Linked DNA regions of Macaca mulatta: region 1 is linked to region 2. A link is a contact called in public Hi-C data. All regions are on one chromosome and are shown on one strand. The core of a region is the stretch at or near the end of the contact, and the rest is flanking DNA. Distances in the headings are between cores, read along the strand shown. Region 1 overlaps RNLS (renalase, FAD dependent amine oxidase). Region 2 holds the start of PTEN (phosphatase and tensin homolog).

Region 1 (4,993 bases), core at 1,145-3,644, 540 kb after region 2:
GGTCATACTCACTTGGGCTTATGCCTAACTTTGCCTCCTTGTTAGCTGTGTGACCTTGGTCAAATCACTTAACCTTTCTGAGCTGAAGTACCTTCCTCTATAAAATGTAGATTTTAAGTAGCCTATTATACAGGATGGTGTGAGGATTTTAAAAGATCATGTATCAAAAGTACCTAAGATGAAACCTGATTTAAGAATGTGCTCAGCAAATGCTAGCTCATTTCCTTAGATTTGCCTTTGTACACTGACCCAAGGCTTGCAAGGCAAAGCAAGGCAAAACTAAATAAAAACAAAATGAAGTTAAAAAGCCCAAACAAATAAAAACCCCTTGTTAATTGGGTGTTGGTGGATAAAAAGACTCTGAAAGTACATCCAGTCAAATTTGAATTTCAGGTAAACTATGAAATTATTTGTAGTATAAGTATATCCCAAGCATTGCATGGGATATACTTACACTCACTAAATTCTTCACTGTTTATTCAAAATCCCAATTGAACTGGATGTCAAGTATTTCTATTTATTAAACCCGGCAGCTGAGACATGGTAGAATTTAGTAAGCCTAGACATGACAGACTCCTGAATAGCCAAGGCACAGAATTCAAAAGAGTCAAACATGTTTCCAACTTGCTAACTGCAAAAGCATCAAGGAAAAGGTTGACCCCACTCTCTCTGTCTCTGCCAAGTAAAGAGCCCAGATGGGAAACCCCAGGTGAGTGATTTAGCCTCCTGTGCACACTCTATGGGAGCCTGGTGCAGAGGTTGCTGGGAAAAACCGTGGCAGCCTGCCCTAGGTTTTCCTTTGGGTGGGGCCCTGCGGTTATGGTGTGGTGACTCTTTGTCACTGTGCCCCTGCCACGCCCTGCTTAGTCCACCTGGTGGTTGGGGGTGGGGGCAGAAGAGAGGTTACAGGCAGAAAAAAGGGCTTATCAATGTAACGTATTTCTTAGGTGGTTTGTGCATTGCTGTTTGGGCTTGCAAAACTTTAATTATTACTTTGATGCAGACTGGCTGCAGATTGTCACTGCCAGGCCTGATTTAATAGCCTGCTTGCACAAAGTCTGACAGAGATTGCTTTTGTTGCACTTTCTAACAGCTCGTGATGGTGGCTTTTTTACGTTAAGGAGGAAACTCTGTGGTTAAACTGTAGCCTAGGTATTTTTAGAGCCGTTACCATGTTAACCGAAATTTCGTACATTTCACCTGCAGGATATGCAGTCGTGCTTAGGGCCTTCCTTAAACTCTAACAAAAAATATAATTTAACAGTTGTGAATACTGTGTTTAGGACCAACTCCATGTTATCAGAAAAGCTACTGACCAAATACTGTACTGCTAAGAATTCTTTTTTTTGGATGGGTGATACTGTGCCATCAGGGAGTATTTTTTTCCTTGATATAAAAACGAGTTGAAGGAACATAACCAAAAGGCTAAAATTGGTTAGTTCTAAAGGTCAGAGCCTGAAGGCAGTGACCCATTTGTTAATCATTAAGCTTTTCCAAGCCGTCTCTGACAGAATTCTGGCTTTCTGCCACTTCTCTGGTCATTTTAAACTGCAAATTCTACTGTTTCAGTTCTTAAGTAGGTTTCAAAGGTTATGAGAAAGGCATAACTTGTTAGCTATTTTTCCTTATCAAACGTCTTTAGGGTTTTGGAAGGCAGAGCTGTTCTGTGTTAAGAGAATCTTCACAGCATACCCAGCCATACAGCATTTAAAGATGGACTCTTGGGTCCTCTGAAAAGGGAGGGTTTCTAGCTATCATTCCCATGTTAATTAGTTTCCACAGATAAGCAGGATGTGAGGGCTGAGGACACCCACTTAGCCATTAGGTATTAGTTCCCAAATCACTGCTATTTCAGGGTAGTTTTCTCCAACAATCCCAACACTGAAAGTTCAAAAAACAGGAGCAAAATAACCACAATGTATTTATCATCTTCTGTCATCAGTTATAAAGTGGAAGTACTTTAAAATATTTTGAATGCATTTTTGTATAGCCCAGTGAAGTTCGAGTGCTATGACGTTTCATTGCCAAATTCAATGCCAGTTTATGCTCTAGTCCATCTGAATAAAAAGTGATCTGTACACCCAAAACACATAAGCAGAACTAAATTTTATGTAGCCAAGGGACATTAAGCTGCTAAAACATTTGCTTCAATATTGAACATGGAATAGTTGTTCTCTATTTCTCAAGGGAAAAAATATACAGTCAAACCTTGCTTATCCACAACCCAAACTTCCGGAAGGCTTAAGTATTTGGAACTGCTCCAAACCCAGAACAGGGGAGGAGTGAGAGGAATACAGTGGGGGTGGGAGAAGTGGGGAACAGAGAGAGACAGAGAATGAACTAGCAGAAAGCAAGCAAGTCAGCTTTTAGAAGTAGACCTGAAGCCCTAGCAACACTGAAAAGAGACCTGGAGCTTACATCTGATTGGCTTTCCAGCCAGAAGGAATGGAGAGCTCTGATTGGCTGGTGATGATGTCTCCAAATAACCAGCCTTTTTCAGGAAAGCAAATTTATGTGGCAGAAAGGACAAGAGACAGAAGAAGCAGGCAAGAAGAAAAGAGAGGAGAACAGAGAGAGAAAAAAAAAACAACAAACCGGCAGATTATTTGTTACGGAGGTGGAGACTGAGACAAAAATGAGAATAACGAGCCTATTTACATAGCTGCTTACAGTTTATGAAGTGCTTTTACATGTAATCATTGATATTGTCTTTACGAAGACCTGCAGGGCTCCCAGAAGTTAAATGGCATGCCCCAGGTCACCCAGCTAGTAAGAAAAATAGTGCATGTCTTCTGGCTACAAATCTAACACTTTTGATATGGAGCAGGTGTTGTGGAGATAATGATTTAGAGTTGTCCTATAGGATGGAGGGCAGCAAATGCTCTGACAGCAGAAAAGAAAATCAGAAGGCACGTTTAGCGGGCAATGCAGATGGGAGTGAAGGGCTCCCTGTTCTTCAGGACCACACACCTTGAAGACATAGATATAGGAAACATCTCTGTGGGTATTTGGAAAGGGAGATGGTTGTGGTACAAATGAAAGCTACGTCTAGAGAGCTCAGAGGGCAGTCCTGAATATATTTCCCTGGGATGTGTCACAGTCGTCTTGCATTTAACATGTAGAAGTTGGATACTGAATTATTCCTTCCATCTATCCTTGAAAGCTGTTCCTTCCTCACGCTTAGTTGACAACATAACCATTCACCCAGTTGCTCAAGCTAAAAACCTGTAAGTTATCTTTGTCTTAATTTTCTCTCCATGTTTAATTTATCAGCAAGTCCTGCAGATTCTACTTCTAAAACACACCTTGAATAAGGCTACTCTGTTCATCTCTATAATCACCATTGTTTTCTCCTTCTGAGCCACTGCAATAACTTCCTATTTGGTTTCAATACTTTCTGGCACCCTGTCTTCCCCAGCTCTTGCCTCCCTCCCTTCAAATCCATTCTCTGGACTATGCCATCCTGCTTAAAACTTGCCTGAGAATAATTCAAAATCCTTCCTATGATCTGGCCCCAGTTTAATTTGTCTCACCTGCCTGGGACTCACTATTCTAGCTATGGAGGCCTCCTTTTTGCTACCAGAACACATCACAGTCTTTCCAGCTGAAGAGCCTTAAATATTTTGCTGGTCCCTGTCTCCTTGTCATCACATGGCTAGCTCTTTCTCCTATCTCATGCTATCTACACAGACAGTCCTACTCTCACAAGCTGTGTGAGTTCCCTTCATTCTCATAGAACCTTTTTATTAACTCTCTGTGATCTCTCAAACTGAAATTACTTATGTTTTTATTTGATTCCTTGTTTATCATCATCTTTTTATATGACTTCCCCCTACTAGTAATCAAACTCCATTAAGACAAGTATCAGGTCAATTTCCCTCATCACTGTATCCCCAGAGCTCACAACATGGTACACAGGAGATACTCAATAACTATGTGTCGAATGAATAAATGAATAAATATCAGGGAATTAACATACCCTACATGTTATATAGTACCATGCATCAATGGAGCCATGGATATGAGACACTGTGTTTCCTGTTTATAACCTGTTATTTGTTAATTCCTGTCAGAGTTGAGAGCTCTGATAGTAGCTGCCATCATTTGGGGAGTTCTGTGGAATCCTACCACCATGAGTTCTGGAAAAGGGAATCTGTGCTGGGACTTCAGGGATGGTATAAATTAACTCCCAAGGTTTATTAGTAGTAAACAATTAAAATCCACCCTGAAATTGGAGCTTTACTAAAGATAGCTATTTTGTAGCACGTAGGAAATTACAATATTAGTTTACCTCCTAGGATTCAAAAAGCATTCATTCTTTTTTGGAGTCAGAAAAGGAGAGGTCTGTCTCCTAACAGAACTGTGCTGGGTTTTTTTTTTTTTTTTTTTGGTGACAGTCTGTGGAGCTCACACATTGGCCATAATAAAGCCTGCTATCTATTTTTGATTTGTCAAAGTTGTGCTTGAGAGTGATTAACGTACCCTTAGCAAAATGAATCATTCTATAGAGATTTAAAAGTCACGATGGAATCAATATCTTGGTCAAAGGTATTACTGCTTTAATTACATTCATTTGTTTCAATATTTCGGTTCTGGGGATCTCTTAACTGAGCTGTTAAGGATCCTTTTGAAAGTGAAGTTTACCATGGTGCCCTCTGGTGGAATGAAATTCGCACCGTTTTTAAAGCTAAAGCCCTATCTAGTGAGAATGCATCACTCTGATACAGAAATAAAAGGAGCAACATTAAATACGAATGTCCAAAAATATAAGCAGGGTACTCTTGCTATTGGGGGACTACAAGATATACATGCCTCAGAATATTTGCTTACAGATTCAGGGATAGGGCATGCAGGTGTTATAAAGGAAGAGCAATGACGTAATACATACAATTCCAAATCCATTAGAAAATGAGGGTCAGAAGCCACAGCATTTCATATCAACTGGCAACACTGACACTGACTAATTAGGTATTCTATTGAGAAAGTCAGAAGA
Region 2 (5,427 bases), core at 372-2,871:
TACTCACGGGGATCCTCTTTCAGTTCATTTAGATAGGTGCCCTTTGGGCTCTGGAAATTCAACGGCGATGTGTTCACGTTCAGCACGCTCGGCTGAGAGCTTTCATTTTTAGGGCAAACAAGCCGAGTTACCGGGGAAGCGAGAGGTGGGGCGCTACAAGGGAGCCGGATGAGGTGATGCACGCTGGAAACACAATAGCAGGTTGCTCTTTGTGCTAAGACTGACATCCTGAGGACACAGGGTTGGGGAAAGGAGGAATCTCTAGGCAAAGGCTGCTACAGTCAAATCTCTGCGAACGACTGTGATCGACAGCGATGCAAAAGAGCGAATGCAGTCCACGCCGCGGAAATCCAGGGGCAGAGGCAGGGGGGAGGGTATTCCCCTTGCAAGGACCGTCCCTGCATTTCCCTGTATACTGACCAGCGTGGTCACCTGGTCCTTTCCACCTGTGCACAGGTAACCTGAGACTCGAGTCAGTGACACTGCTCAACGCACCCATCTCAGCTTTCATCATCAGTCCTCCACCCCCGCCCCGCAACAGCCTACCCTGCCTCCGGCTGGGTTTCTGGGCAGAGGCCGAGGCTTAGCTCGTTATCCTCGCCTCGCGCTGCTGCAAAAGCAGCCGCGGCAAGTGCAGTTGCAGGCTGGCGGCTCGGAACCGGCCCGAGCGAGCTCTAGGCAGCCACACTGGGCATGCTCAGTAGAGCCTACGGCTTGGGGGCTTTGCGCTCGCACCCGGAGCTACCGCTCCTGCCCCCGCCTACCGCCCCCTGCCCTGCCCTCCCCTCGCCCGGCACGGTCCAGTCCGCCTCTCGTTCGGCTCCCGCCTCCCCTCGGTCTCCCGAGGAGCCCGGGCTCCCGGCGCGGCGGCGGAGGGGGCGGGCAGGCCGGCGGGCGGTGATGTGGCGGGACTCTTTATGCACTGCGGCAGGATACGCGCTCGGGCGCCGGGACGCGGCTGCGCTCAGTTCTCTCCTCTCGGAAGCTGCAGCCATGATGGAAGTTTGAGAGTTGAGCCGCTGTGAGGCGAGGCCGGGCTCAGGCGAGGGAGATGAGAGACGGCGGCGGCCGCGGCCCGGAGCCCCTCTCAGCGCCTGTGAGCAGCCGCGGGGGCAGCGCCCTCGGGGAGCCGGCCGGCCTGCGGCGGCGGCAGCGGCGGCGTTTCTCGCCTCCTCTTCGTCTTTTCTAACCGTGCAGCCGCTTCCTCAGCTTCTCTTGAAGGGGAAGGTGGAAGCCGTGGGCTCGGGCGGGAGCCGGCTGAGGCGCGGCGGCGGCGGCGGCACCTCCCGCTCCTGGAGCGGGGGGGAGAAGCGGCGGCCGCGGCGGCCGCGGCGGCTGCAGCTCCAGGGAGGGAGTCTGAGTCGCCTGTCACCATTTCCAGGGCTGGGAACGCCGGAGAGTTGGTCTCTCCCCTTCTACTGCCTCCAACACGGCGGCGGCGGCGGCGGCACATCCAGGGACCCGGGCCGGTTTTAAACCTCCCCTCCGCCGCCGCCGCACCCCCCGTGGCCCGGGCTCCGGAGGCCGCCGGAGGAGGCAGCCGTTCCGAGGATTATTCGTCTTCTCCCCATTCCGCTGCCGCTGCTGCCAGGCCTCTGGCTGCTGAGGAGAAGCAGGCCCAGTCGCTGCAACCATCCAGCAGCCGCCGCAGCAGCCATTACCCGGCTGCGGTCCAGAGCCAAGCGGCGGCAGAGCGAGGGGCATCAGCTACCGCCAAGTCCAGAGCCATTTCCATCCTGCAGAAGAAGCCCCGCCACCAGCAGCTTCTGCCATCTCTCTCCTCCTTTTTCTTCAGCCACAGGCTCCCAGACATGACAGCCATCATCAAAGAGATCGTTAGCAGAAACAAAAGGAGATATCAAGAGGATGGATTCGACTTAGACTTGACCTGTATCCATTTCTGCGGCTGCTCCTCTTTGCCTTTCTGTCACTCTCTTAGAACGTGGGAGTAGACGGATGCGAAAATGTCCCTAGTTTGGGCGACTATAACATTTAACCCTGGTCGGGTTGCTAGGTCATATATTTTGTGTTTCTTTTCTTGTATTCAACCTAGGGTGTGTTCGGCTAGACGGAACTCTTGCCTGGTTGCAAGTGTCGAGGCACCGATTGCTTGCTTAGGCTGTCTATACGGTCTCTTCCTGAGGGCTATTGTCCGTTAATACAGAATACAGTATGCTGTTAGTGGATTAGAGAGCTCGGTAATCCGGTCTCCTAAATGAACAAAAAAGTAGACGCTTTGAGGTTGAGCATATTTCGATTAAATCTTGGCTTAGGCCCTAGATCAAGGGTTTAGATCAGAATAAAATGAAAATTAGTGTTGCACGTATGCATATTGCATCAGAATCTTGCAGTGATTGTTTTAGTTTCCTGGGTTGCATTGATAGATTCTTTTAAAATATGACTGATTTGCATAACTTTAGAAGCAGAATAATTTTCAGTATATATGGTGCACATTGAGTGCAAAAAGTAGTTTTGTTAATGTTTTACACTTAAGTTACAACTTTGGACTGTATTTAGAAGTTTTGTAGTTTGAAATCAATAATGCCATTATATACCTTATAAGGCGTTCTTACTAGATCTTTGTTATATTTACCTTTTTCTCTCCCTATGGGATGATGTAGGATAGGGCTTGAAATTTGCACTTCAGTAGCGTTTAATGTTCAGTGCTCTTGTCATAAACATGGAATGGATATTGAGTAGTTTTTGATCCCAGATGACAATGTGTAGGTTCAAGGGTATTGTGTGTGGCAAGTGAAGATTGCAAAGATAAAACTTCAGTTCATGCTTGAAATTTAAGTATTGTGATGCCAGAATTGCTGCTCACCGTTTTTAGATTTCAGGTTCTCTGACATCTTTTGGTATTGTTAATTTCAGTGATTTGTGTAGAATGTCAAGTGAATTTTACCAGCTAATATCCAGAAATGCTGGCAAGAGAAGTTTACTCCAGCTTTAGATTGTAGGTATGTTAGCTTTTTTCATACAGTGTATTAAATTTACTGAGTCAGCTTGTTGAATAAGACAGAAGCCCAAGAATTTTAACAGTGTATAGCTTTAGTTGTCTAAAAGTTAGGCCTTCGGGCTTCAAAAGTTAGTGGTCATCGAAAAGCATGAATCTTTGCAGTTTCAGGTACAACAGACTGGTTTTGATTAGGGATGGGGATGGGGCCCTCATTTTGCAGAATGGAAAGTATTGACAGGAATTGAGAGCTATTGGTAGGCCAGTGTATAAGGTATGTGAAAACAGAAGTTATTGGTCTGAAGTGACTGAAGCATTTAGGCTCTATCAAGGCCTAAAATTTGGTAATATGAGTTTGGTAATGCGAATTGTGGCAGTGGACAATATTTAGTTAAAATTATGTAATTGCATAAGTACTAGCAGAGTATTTTTAATAAAAATTATTTCTTAGCAAGTATCAGTTGCATTTTGTCTAAAGGTAGCGTGACACTGCAGTGTCTATATGTCCTGCTAAAAATTGTGGGGAAGATTTTTTTTTAAGACAACGTTTATATCGGGAGAGGTTTTATTCCCTTGGATTATGTTAGCTGCATATACATGTGCACAGTTAATTTTGCCCAAGTTTTTGTTTTGAAATGAATATAAAACTTACTGAAGAAGTAGCCTCCCAAAATTTAGTTTTCTGTTAAGTCAGTAATATTATTTTAAAACAGTATTTGCAAATTTTGAAGTTGGCATTAATTGAAAATGTTACTAAGGCTAAACTGGAAGATAAAAATGTTACTAAGGCTAAACCCGCTTGCCCAGAAGATAATTATGGAAAAAATTCTTTTGTGACTTCCAAAGCAGTCTACTATTAGCATGAATTACTGACAGTCATCCAAATATATAGGAACAAAAAATTAAATGTTTATGTAACTTTGAAAAAAAAGCCTCTGAAGAAAATAATTGAATGCTGTCTGGGAGACAGATTTCTTTCAGCACTTAAAGTACATACACACTACTTTTACTTTTCCCACTTTATTTAAAATTGTCAGGGTTATTAAGACCTTAAAATTATTCTACCAGGTTTTTACATGTGAGCTGTGATGTGACTGGCATTTCCTTTGATTTCAGAGTATGTGGGTCTCTACACATGAAATTTATGTGACTTAAAACTTTCTCTAAAATTGTACTTTTAGTTATGCATAGAAAGCAGTATCAAATATTGTGTCAAATGACTAATAACACTTGATTTCTAGAGTTGTGGTTTTATTGAGCCAAAAGTTGGTATGAAAAAAAGTCAGTGAGGAAAGTCAATGAAGTGCTTGCTTTTTTGATAATTGCACTCCCAATAATTTTGATATTCCAACGTACTTGGTTTGCTTGTTTTTCTGTTTATGGGGGTGGGAAGGCATTAAAATGGTCATTGAGGACTTTGTCTTTGGCATGCTGTAGTATTTATTTCGGCAGCTAACCTGTGAAAAGTTAAATTCCTTTATGAAAGTAGTGATTGGAGTATTTTTATCTGGTAAAGAAAGATTAATAATGAAGCCATTTCTCCGAGGAAAACTGAGGACAATAATTCAGTTTTAAAATATCGCAAAATTAAATTATTCTAAATATTTGTTAGTAGGGTTATATATTAATATTAGTCTGAAATATAGTGCTGAATTTGAGACTATAGAAAAATAGTGTATTTGGGGTATGTGGAAACTTTAGGCTTCTGTTGTATTTTTATTGTTTGGTAGATTTGCCTCTTTTCAAATAAATCTTCACAGGGAATACTTTTAACTACTAGAGAGTACAGTGACTATTGAAGTTACCTAAATTACCTCAAGGTAAGTGATTACTGAAATTAATCATGAGGGTTTTAAAAAATATTCTATTCACAATATTTATTTTACATTGTTTTGTATCTGCTAAGTTATATTTCCTGAAAAACGTGACTGTACCACCTAATTGCTATATGATAACTTACAAACTTCATTTTTCATAGTGCTTATTCAAGAGTAAAGCACAACTGAAAGGAGTAATGTACAGTTTATGTGAGGAAAAAGGAATTTTATTGCTGCCAGTGTAAAAGTTTGCACAGCAGTATAGTCATCAATGCAGATTTACATTGCTTATAATATACTAAGTAAATACTAAATGATTAAAGATAATAAAATATGGTGAGGTATAACCACCTTCATTTTAAACTTAGTTTTAGAAGATAGTAAAGTTCCTTTAGTACCTTTTTAGAATTTTATTTTTAATAACATGGGGAAAGCAACTGGTGATATTTTAATTTTTGTATGAAACAGTGTATCTGCTTTCTCATAACCACATAAAATATATAAACTACTTAGTGTTACGAAATGGCTTACTTTTTGGAAGTGAAGAAGTCTTCAGTTCTTATTGTCTAGTGTTATTTTGAAATTTGCCTCCATTTGCTGTTTGTTCATTTGGTGATAGCGCAACACTTAAAAAAATATTTTAAGCTACTTCTG

The links. Hi-C and Micro-C count contacts between places; a contact is called where the count stands out from the background.
Region 1: a Hi-C map of liver shows a contact between it and region 2, with 8 times the contacts expected there. The contact joins the enhancer-like site here to the promoter of PTEN in region 2. A contact is called at or near these places in 5 of 14 Hi-C or Micro-C datasets (CD4 T cells, cortical neurons, fetal cortex germinal zone and 2 more).

What each region holds. Positions count from the first base shown.
Region 1 is chr9:100,475,082-100,480,074 of T2T-MMU8v2.0, forward strand. The region is part of intron 4 of RNLS (renalase, FAD dependent amine oxidase); the gene reads right to left. Among named protein-coding and RNA genes, the nearest start is that of RNLS, 200 kb to the right of the region's middle. Within about 2 kb of position 2,395, at least 26 of the 40 cell types and tissues checked have an H3K27ac peak or open chromatin away from gene starts, as enhancers often do. A contact at or near this core is called in cortical neurons, fetal cortex germinal zone, fetal cortical plate and 1 more, where this site is marked.
Region 2 is chr9:99,939,052-99,944,478 of T2T-MMU8v2.0, forward strand. It overlaps PTEN (phosphatase and tensin homolog), which reads left to right and starts at 1,622. Exons shown (of 9, transcript NM_001260965.1): 1 at 1,622-1,890. The coding sequence starts at 1,812.